Regions from separate parts of the Zea mays genome. Here region 2 is linked to region 1. A link is a contact called in public Hi-C data. All regions are on one chromosome and are shown on one strand. Each heading gives the region's core, a stretch centred on a gene start, on an enhancer-like site or on the middle of the called end of the contact. The rest is flanking DNA. Distances are from core to core; before and after follow the strand shown.

Region 1 (6,388 bases), core at 2,587-5,086:
GCCGCGGGCTGAGTCTTCTCCAACACGCTCCAAGGCCCTCCCCTGCGACTCGGGGGCTGGGTCCCGCATGTCATGCAAGCCGGCTCAGGGCAGAAGAAGCCAAACCGCCGCGCGTGGTGCGCACGACCGTCCGGCAGTTACAGGCGACCCCCCCTTTTCGCCCAGACCAACGGGCAGAAGGGGCGGGCAGCCATGCAGGCGGCATGCAAACGCGCCAGATGGACGCGCTTCTCCGACTTCTGACACGCCAGCTTGGGAACCCAGGCCCACGCGTCGAGCAACCGGTGCGTCAGTTGCTGCATGCAAGCAACCGCACCGCCACTTGTGCCACCATCACGCCTCTTCGGTTGCGGAGCCTATGCCGCGACTCGAGGCGACCCAACAGCGCCAGCCTGGCGCGTCGGTCAAAGCGACCGAAAGTGGGCCGGCAGTAATAGCGGTGGCAGGCGGGCGGGCGCAGCGGTCACGTCGTCAGCCAGGCTCACGTCCCATCCTGAGACAGCAAGAGAGCCTCCTCTCACGGCGTGGAGACGGTGCACCCGTGACCCGTTCCTCGAACTGATCGCACGCGCGCAACGGCCGCCTCGCCAACCACTCGCCCCGTCGCATTAACTCCGCGGCGGGACACGCGGCGCCTCTGGCAGGAGGAGCGCGCGACGCTTCACCTTCGCCGAAATAACCGCGTCAGAAAAGGTACGCCACGTCGTCCGATTTCGTATCCTTTTCCGTTTTCCTCTTTCTCTATCTCTTGCAACAGGGACCGGGAAAGGGGGATACCCCGAAAGGGATCCTTCTCCGCGAAGGAACCGGGCTCCGAGCCCCCCATTACTGATCAGGGGTTCGAAGGCTAGCCCTCCGAAGGGTTCAACAGTCGCCTCAGATCGCGTGGGCCCGACACCCACTACTGGTCAGGGGTTCGAAGGCCAGCCCCCCGAAGGGCTCCATGGCCGCCTCAGGCTACTCGGGCTCCGCGCCCATTACTGATCAGGGGTTCGAAGGCTGGCCCCCGAAGGGTTCACAGTCGCCTCAGACACCGAGCGAGGGATGACCAGGGGTACGTTCGATACATAACCAAGGCTCGGGCTGCGCTCCCGAGGTACCCTAGGACATTTCCGAGACCAGCGGGAACGATCTTGTAACGGAATCCCATCGGAGGGAGGCATCGAGCCCTCGGACCCCGTCGCCAGAGGACCGGGTCCGGCAAATCACCCGCAGGTACTTTTGGGCGTGCCTCTGGGCCCCTAGCCGACCCCCAACGAACGGGGCACGAACGTCCACTCGGATTACCCGCTTGCAGCTCACCGGAGACACCATGTTCGGTGCCCATCGAGGGTAACATGCCGCACTCCCCCCCTCCTCCTTGCGGAAAGGCGACGTAGGGGCGTATGTAAAAAGTCGAGTCTGTCCCTGATCGTCCTCTCGCCCTGTGCAGAGGCTCGGGGGCTGCTCTCGCAAAAACCGGCTCCGGCCAAATCGTTGACAGCGTCAACATACCAGCCCGAGAGCTTGGGCCCCGACCGTGCACCCGGGCTACGGCCAGTTCGCATGAGGGAACGACCAGACCAGCCGAAGCGTTAAGCGAAGTATTAAGACCTCGAAGGAGTGTAACCACTCCTCCGAGGCCTCGGGGGCTACACCCGGCGGGTGCGCTCGCGCGCACCCACCGGAACGAAATGCAACCGAGAAAGGCTGGTCCCCTTGCAAAAAAGTGCGACAAAAGCCTCCAAGCGAGTGCTAACACTCCCTTCGAGGCTCGAGGGCTACTGTCGGGGACCATAATTAGGGGTACCCTCAAGACGCCTAATTCTCAGCTGGTAACCCCCATCAGCATAAAGCTGCAAAGGCCTGATGGGTACGATTAAGTCAGGGATCAGTCCACACGAGTGACTCGATCACGCTTCACCCGAGCCTAGCCTCGGCCAAAGGCAGCCGACCTCGAGAGACTTGCGTCTCGCCCGAGGCCCCCTTTTTATGGCGGACACATCACCGGCTTGCCCGAGGCCTTGACTTCGCTCAGAAGCAACCTTGACTAAATCGCCGCACCGACTGACCAAATTGCAGGGGCATTTAACGCAAAGGTGGTCTGACACCTCTATCCTGACACGCGCCCCCGGCAGAGCCGAAGTGACCGCCGTCACTCCACTGCTCCACTGGCCAGTCTGACAGAAGGACTGCGCCGCCTGCGCCACTCCGACTGCAGTGCCACTCGACAGAGTGAGTCTGACAGGCAGTCAGGCCTTGCCAAAGGCGCCACGGCGAACTCCGCTCCGCCCGACCCCAGGGCTCGGACTCGGGCTAAGACCCGGAAGACGGCGAACTCCGCTCCGCCCGACCCCAGGGCTCGGACTCGGGCTAAGACCCGGAAGACGGCGAACTCCGCTCCGCCCGACCCCAGGGCTCGGACTCGGGCTAAGACCCGGAAGACGGCGAACTCCGCTCCGCCCGACCCCAGGGCTCGGACTCGGGCTAGCACCCGGAAGACGACGAAACTCCGCTTCGCCCGACCCCAGGGCTCGGACTCCGCCCTGGCCTCGGCCGAACGACTTCCGCCTCGCCCGACCCCTTGGCTCGGGCTCGGCCACGGCAACAAAAGGCAAACTCAACCTCGGCTTCGGAGGAACCCCCACGTCGCCCTGCCTAGGGCATAGACCGCCACGTCAACAGGAGGCGCCATCATCATCCTACCCCGAATCGACTCGGGTCACGGAGAACAAGACCGGCGTCTCATCCGGCCAGCTCCGCCGGAGGGGCAATGATGGCGCTCCGCAAGCTCTGTGACGACGGCGGCCCCCGGCTCTCTTACGGAAGCAGGACAACGTCAGCAGGGACTCGACCGCTCCAACAGCTGTCCCTCCATCAGGCTCCGCCGCACCTCCGACAGCCACGACATCACGCCAGCAGGGTGCCCAGATCTCTCCGGCTGCCACATTGGCATGTACCTAGGGCGCTAGCTCTCCCTCCGCTAGACACGTAGCACTCTGCTACATCCCCATTGTACACCTGGATCCTCTCCTTACGACTATAAAAGGAAGGACCAGGGCCTTCTCAGAGAAGGTTGGCCGCGCGGGACCGAGGACGGGACAGGCGCTCTCTTGGGGCCGCTCGCTTCCCTCACCCGCGTGGACGCTTGTAACCCCCCTACTGCAAGCGCACCTGACCTGGGCGCGGGACGAACACGAAGGCCGCGGGACTTACACCTCTCTCACGCTCGACTCCGGCCACCTCGCCTCTCCCCCCTTCGCGCTCGCCCACGCGCTCGACCCATCTGGGCTGGGGCACGCAGCACACTCACTCGTCGGCTTAGGGACCCCCCTGTCTCGAAACGCCGACACCCCCCTTGTAATAATTTCTATTTAGAATCATTAATCTGGGACACTTGTAATGCACATGATGTTTTCCTTATGTATTAATTCCTTAACTTGTAATGCACATGATGTTTTCCTTATGTATTAATTTCTTAACTTTTAAAGCACATGATGAAGGCTGGTTGTCGGTTAAATTCTCTTAAAGTTTGGTAAGCTTACATATTTTTGCTATAGATTTTTTGAATCAATTACAAGGTAATTCATTTAAAAATCGTAGTAACACATTGATAGTTGCAATGTAGGAGTGAAACAACTAAATTAAAATAACAAAATTTATGTATGGATATGATCACAAATATATTAAGAAACATTTTCTCATAACAGTATTATAGTACTATTTGTTTTCGTTGCAACGCACGGGCACTCACCTAATTATCATAATATGTTCATTCCGTACCAACGCACGAGTGTTGACCTAGTAAAAATTGACCTAGTAAAAATTGATTGCATAACGCCCACGTCATTGCCTACGCGCCGTGCGCAGTTGGGTGAGCACAGGGCAGGAGGGGCAATCACGTGAATTGAACCGTCTCCTTCGCCCCGTCTTCCAAATCCCAAAGCCTCGCCCCCCTGCCCCGCCCCCACCGTCTCGACTCTCGACTCCTCTTTCCCCTCCCCGAGCGTGCACGTCTCGTCATCGCCCTACTCGCTCGCCCCATCCCGGAGTCTCCCCGGCTCCCAAACCCTAGCGCCTCCCGGACCTCGTTACGATCCGACCGATCCAATTTCCCTTTTCTCCACACCATTTTTTGCTGGGTGATTCTTATTTCGGTGGTCGGTGGGGGGGCGTCGACGCGTGGTGCAGGCAGGTGAGGGAGGCGGCGATGTTCTTCTCCGGTGACCCATCGGCGCGGCGGCGGGTCGACCTCGGCGGGCGGAGCAGCAAGGAGCGGGACCGCAAGGTGCTGCTCGAGCAGACGCGCGAGGAGCGGCGCCGGCGCCAGGGCCTCCGCCTCCAGAACACCTCCGCCACGAAGATCCAGGTCTGTTGACGACTCGCTGCCCGTGGCGTGGCTCAGGGTAGGCGTTGGAGCAGTACGATCGTGCAGGGGTTTATCTACCTCCGCTCTCGGTAGTCTCATGGGCTCTGAAATCCAACTATGAGCCTTTTGGCGGTTGTGAATGCTCATGGCTCAGCTGGTTTTCTTTGGCTGAACCGCTGAAGACGGATTCCGTGTTAGGATATATCTTTAGGCTTCTCGGCATTAAAATGGACCGCTAACTTGGCTTCTTTTCCTTTTCCTCTTGTGTGGTGAGAGGATGAGTTAGCGTGTTCATGCTGTCTGTCCAGGCAAGTTATGGTAGCTCATGAAATCACATTTGAAGTTATTTTGGTCCATTTCTGCACATTAGGCCGGAACATGGGGAAACCAGACTGCCAGAGAAGTTCTGTCAGTTTCCTTTCGGGTTGTTGGGTCTGAGGCGAGTGGAGTGGGGTGCTTGTGCATGTATTCGGCTATCCCCTTTGTCATTGCTGGGTTTGATGAGGCGAGTGGAGTGGGATGTTTGTGCATGTATTCGGCTATCCGTTTTGTAGTTTCGTTTGTGTGGATTAACGGCTGGAATTTTTCTTGATTTTCATTTTTGTTTTTAACCTATAATGTAGGGAAAGACGCTGCAAGGTGGGGGAAGGTCCTCACCTTTGCTTTTGTCGGTTAGGTCAGGTGCAATGCCATGAGCTGGCAAGCTGCTTATTGCAGTTACTTCGTTTTGTTTGTCATGATAGACCTCCTCAGGATAGTGTAGGTTCTTGTGAGTGGAATTACCACTCTAGCATCCTTCATATTAGCTGACATACCCACACTTTAGTTCACAAAAAATGGAACTTGACTAATTATAAGCTGCAGAAATTCTTCAGAGGGAAGAAGGCTTTGGAATTGGCCCGCTCAGAGGTTCGGAAGAATTTTTGCTCAACTTTTGGGGAGCATTGCGAGAGGATAGAGTGGTAATCATTACCTAACCTTAAAGATACATCATACCCCTTCCATTGTCAAGCTCTCAGATTACTTTTGCTACTGAACCAGGAACATCTTTGGCACTAATTCTGACTTTCTTCGGCAATTACTGTTCTTCTTCAATGCAAATGAAGACAATGACATAGCTATACTTTGTCATGTCTGCAATTTGCTGCTGCAATATGTTAAACAAGGCGGTAAGTGTCATAATATTATTTAACGATGCTCCTTTTCCTTTTGTTGTTGTATGCATAAATTTTGTTGCTGAGCTTAGGTTGTTCCTTGCCAAAATTGAAATCTTGGAGCTGCATCTTGTTTGTATAATGTAAAATAACGAATTGTAAGGACATAAAGTATCAAACAAGTTACTATTGAAGTACTCCCTCCTGTATTGATTTAATTGACGTTTTGGACATAATCTCGTAGACCAAAGAGCCATTAATTAGAAGTCTACTTTCCTATCATACCCCTAATAAATAAGATTTTGTACTATCTAGACATAAATACGTTTTCCTTCGAGTGGTTAGTGAAACTGGTTTTGATGTCTATGACCTCAGTTCGAATCCCACTTACAGCAAACCATAGATGTGTTTTTAATTTTATGCATGGTGGCGCGTCGAATCCCACTCACAGGAAACCAAAAATGCTTTCTTTATTTTTATTTTATGCATGGTGGTGTTTGTACGGTGGCACGTATTTATGTTTTATGCATAGTGGCACGTATTTATGTTTTTATGCATGGTGGCACGTTTTGATTTGTCTAGCACACGGGTGACACTTTGGATGGTGCATGTGTCTGCTTGTTCTTAGGATGTAATGATCAATTAATGAGGGTATTTTAGTCCCAAATGAGAGAAAAAACTCAGGACGTCAATCTTTTAGATTCCTAGCTCTACACGTCAGAACGTCAATTAAATCACTACCGGAGGGAGTAGTATTGTAATATAAAGACCAGGAAAGGAAAAAGAGAATAAAGGCATTCAGATGTGTGCGATAGTTCTGATTTTGATGTACTCATGAGATATCTTGAAAGACTAGAAGAGGATACATCTCAAGTGAGGTCGATTT
Region 2 (6,515 bases), core at 1,044-3,543, 290 kb before region 1:
ACAACCACCAAGACTTTGTTGATGAACTCAGAAATGTTAGGTTCACAGTGAGTACTGATGGAATGAATCTATTTGCTGAGAAGAGCAGCAAGCATAGCACATGACCGGTGATCCTCACCATCTACAACCTTCCTCCATGATTGATGTAGAAACGAAAGTATATTTTGTTAACCATCCTTATTTTTGGACCTACATAACCTTGAGTTGACATAGATGTATTTTTGGAGCCCTTAATGGAGGATATAAAAATATTGTAGGAAACATGTGTTCAAATGTTGGATGAGTATCGTAAAGATTCATTCATGTTGAGGGCAATTCTTTTTGTTATGATCAACGATTACCCTTCTTTCTTCACATTATCAAGCCAGTTTAAGGGAAAGGTTGGTTCCACAGTATGCATTGATGGAACTGCTTACGTGTCCCTTTCTGCATCTAAGAAGATAATGTACATGAGGCACATACGCTTTTTATTGGAATGACATAGGTATCGCATGCAAAAGATGGATAAGTACTTCGACAATAATGATGAATTGCATTCCACTGCTCCATCGGGTAACAATAAAGGTCAAAGAGTTTTTAAAATAGTCACGAATATCAAATTTGTTTTCAGAAAGAAGACAAAAGACAGAAACAAAAGGAAGGATGCCAAACCAGCTCCGGGGGCTACATTCAATAAGAAGTCTATTTTCTTCGACTATTTGCCTTACTAGAAAGAGTTAGATGTGCGGCACACGATCGATGGTATGCATGTTCAGAAGAACGTGTTTGAAAACATAATTGGCACCTTGCTAGACATAAAGGGCAAAATAAAAAAAGGGCTCAATTCACGCATGGACTTGATAAATTTAGATATAAAAAAGAACTTGATCCTGTTTTTCAAGAAAATGGGAAGTACTATCTCACAGCAGCAAGCTACAATCTCAATGTACATGAGAAACATGCGATGTGTGTTTGGCTCAAGAATTTGAAAGACCCATCCAGATTTTGCTCTAGCATACGGAGTATTGTATCAATGAAAGACCTAACAGTCACCAACTACAACTCACATGATTGTCATGTCATGCTGACTACATTCCTGCCTATTGCCATCAGGGCAATGAATCCTTTGTTCTTAAAGATGGAAATCATACGGTTGTGCTACTTTTTCAACAGGATTCCACAAAAGATAATTGATCGTGATGGGTTGACATCTCTTCAGGAATTCACAGTGGGGACAATATCACAGTTTTAGATGTGTTTTTCTCCATCATTCTTTGATATTATGTTGCACCTTGTGGTGCACTTGGTGCCACAGATGGAGGCACTGGGTCCCATATACTTGCATGAAATGTAGACGTATGAGCGTTTCATGTTAATAATGAATGGCTATGTATCAGCTCGTGCTCGTCCTGAGGCATCAATGATAGAGGGGTACTGTACCGAAGAGGCCATTGAGTCCAGAGGTCCATTCTGCAATAGTATCCTAAAAGATCAGGTTGCAAAATGCAATAAGTTTGCCTCCGTCACGACACGAGGGTAAACTGTATGGAAGTGGGTGGATGAGACATAAATCTTTCATCCCACCGGATTACAATACAGTACTTGAGGCACATCACAACATCATACATCAGCTAGCGATAATGGAGTCATTTATGCAACAACACATCAGTGAGCTTCGCGAGCAAAATCATAGGCATAAGGATGATTGGGTAATGAATCAACACAAGCAGTGGTTCAACACATGACTAATGGTGAAAAACATTCCACATGGAGAAACAATAGAAGAACAAACCATCAAGGAGTTGACATCTAGACCTTCACATCAGGTCACGACATGGCAAACCCATGTCATTAGTGGATTCACATTTCGCATCAAAATTGAGATGATTTAGATTTGTTAGAAGCTGCCATACAAGACTTAAGGAAATAATGATAAAATAAGTCTCGTGCCAATCTTATATTTTATAGTTTACAGTGAAGTTGTAGTTGGTGTATATCTCAGCACCTTATCATCTATCTTATCTTGATTTAGCACCTACTTTAGTAGTTAGAATGTGCTAAAACTTGGTTTATAAGTTTTTAGAATATGCTAAAACTTACTTGGTTTATAAGTTATATGTATCTAACCCTGCCATGTTTTATATGTTGTGGCTTATAAGAAATAAAAGATCTGTTCAAAAAGGTGTCACTAACACGTATAAGGACACCGCTACTCTCCCCTCAGCTGGCTCCCAGCCCACTATACAGTATATACACACATCATCCCACTCCTTATCGCTATATATAGCAGTGTTGTGTGTCCATCTCTCTGCTACATTGCACCGCATCGTCTAAGCTCGCCTGCCCTTTACAGCAGCTTACTACTACAAAGACGACAACACAGCGCGCGCGCGCCAAGCTGAGCTCAGCTCGTCACGACACGCCAGCATGGTGGTGCCTTCCACGACGCCGGTGGTGCGCCAAGAAACGCCACCGCCGTCCCACGACGGCATAGGCATACCGACGGTGGACCTGTCGGCGCCGGGCGGCCGCGGCGCGCTGTCGCGGCAGGTGGCGCGCGCGTGCGCGCAGCACGGCTTCTTCCGGGCCGTGAACCACGGCGTGGCGCCAGGCCCCGCCGCACGGCTGGACGCCGCCGCCAGGACGTTCTTCGCGCTGGCGCCGCACAACAAGCAGCGCGCCGGCCCGCCCAGCCCACTCGGATACGGCTGCCGCAGCATCGGCTTCAACGGCGACGCCGGGGAGCTCGAGTACCTGCTGCTCCACGCCAACCCGGCCGCCGTCGCGCACAGGGCCAGATCCATCGACACTGATGACCCCTCGCGCTTCAGGTATAACAAATACACGGCTACTATACGTACTCTCACTACTCTCGTATGCAGTACACTACCACTTGACTATATATGTATCCATGCATGTGTACATCTTTGTGCAAAAATCACACATGTATTTAAATTGATGCATGCTGTACTTCTAGCTAATAAGATTTTAGCGACAAGCATATATATACACCCGTGAAATGATTGCTGGCTAGTTAATGCGAAACCAATAAACCATGCACATTGTGTTGTTCTATTGCATTGTACCTAAAGTTTTCATCAGTATTATGTTGTTATTCCAACTTCGTAATAAAAAACAAGTATGCTACTGTTGGGGTGTGTTTGGCACGGGATTCCAGCTTCAACATGGAGCTACGGTGTGTATAATGTAAATTTAAACGGTTTTGAAAAAATAATCTAAATACAAAATAAAATGACTTATTTAAATATCTCTAAAAGTTTGCAACTTCAACTTCACGATTTTCTGAAGCTTTTAATGGCATGCTTCATCAACTTCACCAAATTTGTGAAGCTGAAACAGTCCCAAACAAGACCTATATATCTGTCGTCGCACACTCGAACGGTCTTGGTAAATTATGAGGTTTAATTAAACGGTATTTTAAAGTGGTGCCTTTATTTGTGTTGGTTTGTTCATTTTTAAGCTTAGCCGTGTTTTTTTTTTGCTTTGTTTTGTCTTTCCGTTGCTGAAAAGTTGAAGGACGAAACTAATCAAAATTCATGACTAAAGGTAAAAATGAGGAAATAGAGATTTTGGCGAAAGGAACCAATAAAGGTTTTGTGAGGTGTGTTAGTGTTGATGGCTACCTGCAGGTGTCAAGCTCCTCGGCACTGTGCCTGCAGTGCTCCTTAATTAACCAACAGCCTATGCTGATGATAGTGTGATAGATGATGTGGTTTGCATATCATAGTCCTACACCTGTCGGAATGTCTCCCGCTTGATGCTAAGCTCTCAGCAGCTAGCAGATGAGTAGGTTTATTTTTGCAAGGTTCTCCTAGCTTTTGTGTGTATGGAAGGTGATGCAAGCATTTGATATATACTAACCTTTTGCTGAATATTATAGTTAAGGACTTAAGGTCGACATGATGTGTACATGCATGCATGTTTGGTATAGTTTTGTTAATTCGTCCTTCTCATTTTAAAAGAGCACTTGGGGTGTCAATGTGTCATGTATGCACTCCTCTGGAATTTCCAACTGAGGCTGCTCCCCTTCTTGTTGCTTATCTCTAATTTTGGCTGTCCTGTACCAATTTCTGATATATATCCACATAATGTTAAAAAGGATTGCAAAAAATGTAGATTTTGTGAGGTGTTCCTTGAATTTTTTTAGTATATACAGATTTAATTAAGTCCAACATGAAGCATATAGTGTTGGACTTTCTAAGAAGGCATCCTTTGATAATTGATAGTGCGATTTTTTCCCTGACAGAAAAGAGAGTAAAGTTCGACAGCAATGTGGCCATTTGAAATCCAAACACATATTAATCTGAACAGTATAATGGATAAAAAAAGATAGTTTATTCAAGATTCTTACTCATAATTTTTCAACTTTACTAGTTTTTCTAGTAATTAATATGCTAGCTTTTATCCATGACTATGATAGCTTTAGGGGGATGTTCCTGTACAGTTCGTGGTAGAATTAGTACCCTTTGCTGTCATAGTCAGGAAGGCCCCCCATCAAATAAATTGCGCAAATGCATAACTACATGGTTTTCAAGACAATAATTATCGCAATAATGGCACAATTGATGCCACAATATGCAGGGCAATGATATGTTAGTTCCAACAATTCAAGAGCATACATGGTAGTAGCTAGTTTCTAAAGCAAAAGAAAAGGCACAAACTGATGGGACATAAGAAACTTGACAGCTCCGCAGAATGGTCTTGGACGATTTTCTGATGAAAGTTTGGTATAATTGCCTTGCCAAAAGAACATTCGAAAGGCTTGCAATCGGCTGCTATCATTTTGCATTGAAAAATGGCTTAAACATTTTGCTTGTGATAGGGAAGCCCTTGTCCATGCATGCTGGGAAAAACATTGAAATGCCTAACAGTTCTTTTTTTTGTGACCGAGTAAATTCTTAATAACAATTGACTGAACATAACAGATGAGATATCTTTAACACACCACACAGGCCACAGGCATGCAGTGGCCTAATTCAATAGAGTTGGCTGAGAGCAAATAAAATGAAAGGGACAAGAAAACCCTCCTCTCTCGCTCTAAGGTAGTTAGAAGACCATCTCGGTGTCAGGTCCCTCTCCAACAAACTATATATGTGTATTTTGCATGTCAATCAGTCTCACATATCTGCGGTGCAGTGGTCTTCAATTAATGGCCGTACCCAACCACCAATTGATGCGGCTAGCAACAGAACCCATGGCTATTGGATAGCTCTTACAGCTTTTTTTCAGCCAAGTACACTAAGTTCCATACAGAAAACGATGTTTTTAGATGGCCACACAGGATGTACATCACATACATGAACTTCGAAATGAACTCCCTTTGTTCTCTGTCAACTAGTCATGAATCATTAATATATTGCCAGTGTTCCAATACTCATAATGTAGCACCAAACTAATTAAGAAGTAGGAGGTTGTTCATTGCCTTGATCACATTAATATAATTGTAAAATGCTTGGCAACAAGAACAAAAACAGAAATGGCATCAGAATCTTTGCAGTAGCCATTTTGCCATGGAACACACACACACACACAGGTATAGGTAACAGCAAGTAGGGTCCACAGAAGTACAAAAGCTTGATAGGAAATAAAATGCTCCCCAGGGCCCCCTAAAGAGCATATCCATGCTATCCATATAAAGCCAAGCAATTGAAAAGGAGGCACACATGCAACGGGTCCTCTTTATGGCAAGATGAATGAGATGTCCCGGAGGAGGGAGGTGGGAGTGGCAGCAGGGGCAGTGATGAGTGATTCCAAACACTGATGGGTCTATCCATGGAGCAGTGGAAAGAGCATGCCCAATCCTGTCGAGAGAAACCCATTTGCCCGCTGGAAAATCGGTGACACCAAGCTATCCATGCATGCATCACAAGAACCTATAGCATGTGACTGGATTCTGCTTCTGCTGCATAGCCCAGCAGATGCATCAAGCAGCTACCGTCTTTTCAATGCTGCAGCTTTTGAGTTATGCTGCATATTCATATATACGTCAATCAGTCAAAACCTTCTCATCTTTCTTCTGTCTCCTTTTTTTCTCTGTCATGGGCTCATGGCACACATCCAACTGGTCTTCGTGATAAATCCATTCTTTTGATCCAATTGGTCTTCTCACATGCTGATGCTTTTTTTTTTTTCCTTCACTGTTGCTGCAGCAATGTGGTGAACGAGTATGTGGGAGCGATGAGGCAGCTCGCATGTGAGATCCTGGACCTGCTCGGAGAGGGGCTAGGGCTCAAGGACCCCAGATCCTTCAGCAGGCTCATCGCTGACACAGACAGCGACTCACTCCTGCGGATAAACCACTACCCTCCACCATGCGCCATTCACAAGCTTGACCACGACAGTCAGTGCAGGATGAAGAACAGTTTCAGGATCGTGGCAGGCAATGGCGCGAACCAGTCGGCAGGTGCACGGATCGGATTCGGGGAGCACTCAGACCCGCAGATCCTTAGCTTGCTCCGATCAAACGATGTTGACGGCCTTCAGGTGCTTCTGAACAGCGACGGCAGAGAGGTGTG

Evidence for each region. A called contact is a pair of places that touch in the nucleus more often than the background predicts.
Region 2: a contact with region 1 is called in a Hi-C map of ear, with 2.9 times the contacts expected there. The contact joins the promoter of LOC100285694 here to the promoter of LOC100502346 in region 1. A contact is called at or near these places in 2 of 25 Hi-C or Micro-C datasets (ear and tassel).

The regions. Positions count from the first base shown.
Region 1 is chr6:136,362,605-136,368,992 of Zm-B73-REFERENCE-NAM-5.0, reverse strand. It overlaps LOC100502346 (E3 ubiquitin-protein ligase UPL6), which reads left to right and starts at 3,836. Exons shown (of 27, transcript XM_020539156.2): 1 at 3,836-4,069; 2 at 4,171-4,348; 3 at 5,213-5,310; 4 at 5,390-5,517. The coding sequence starts at 4,190.
Region 2 is chr6:136,647,438-136,653,952 of Zm-B73-REFERENCE-NAM-5.0, reverse strand. It overlaps LOC100285694 (gibberellin 2-oxidase), which reads left to right and starts at 2,293. Exons shown (of 3, transcript NM_001158585.2): 1 at 2,293-2,810; 2 at 6,150-6,515. The coding sequence starts at 2,407.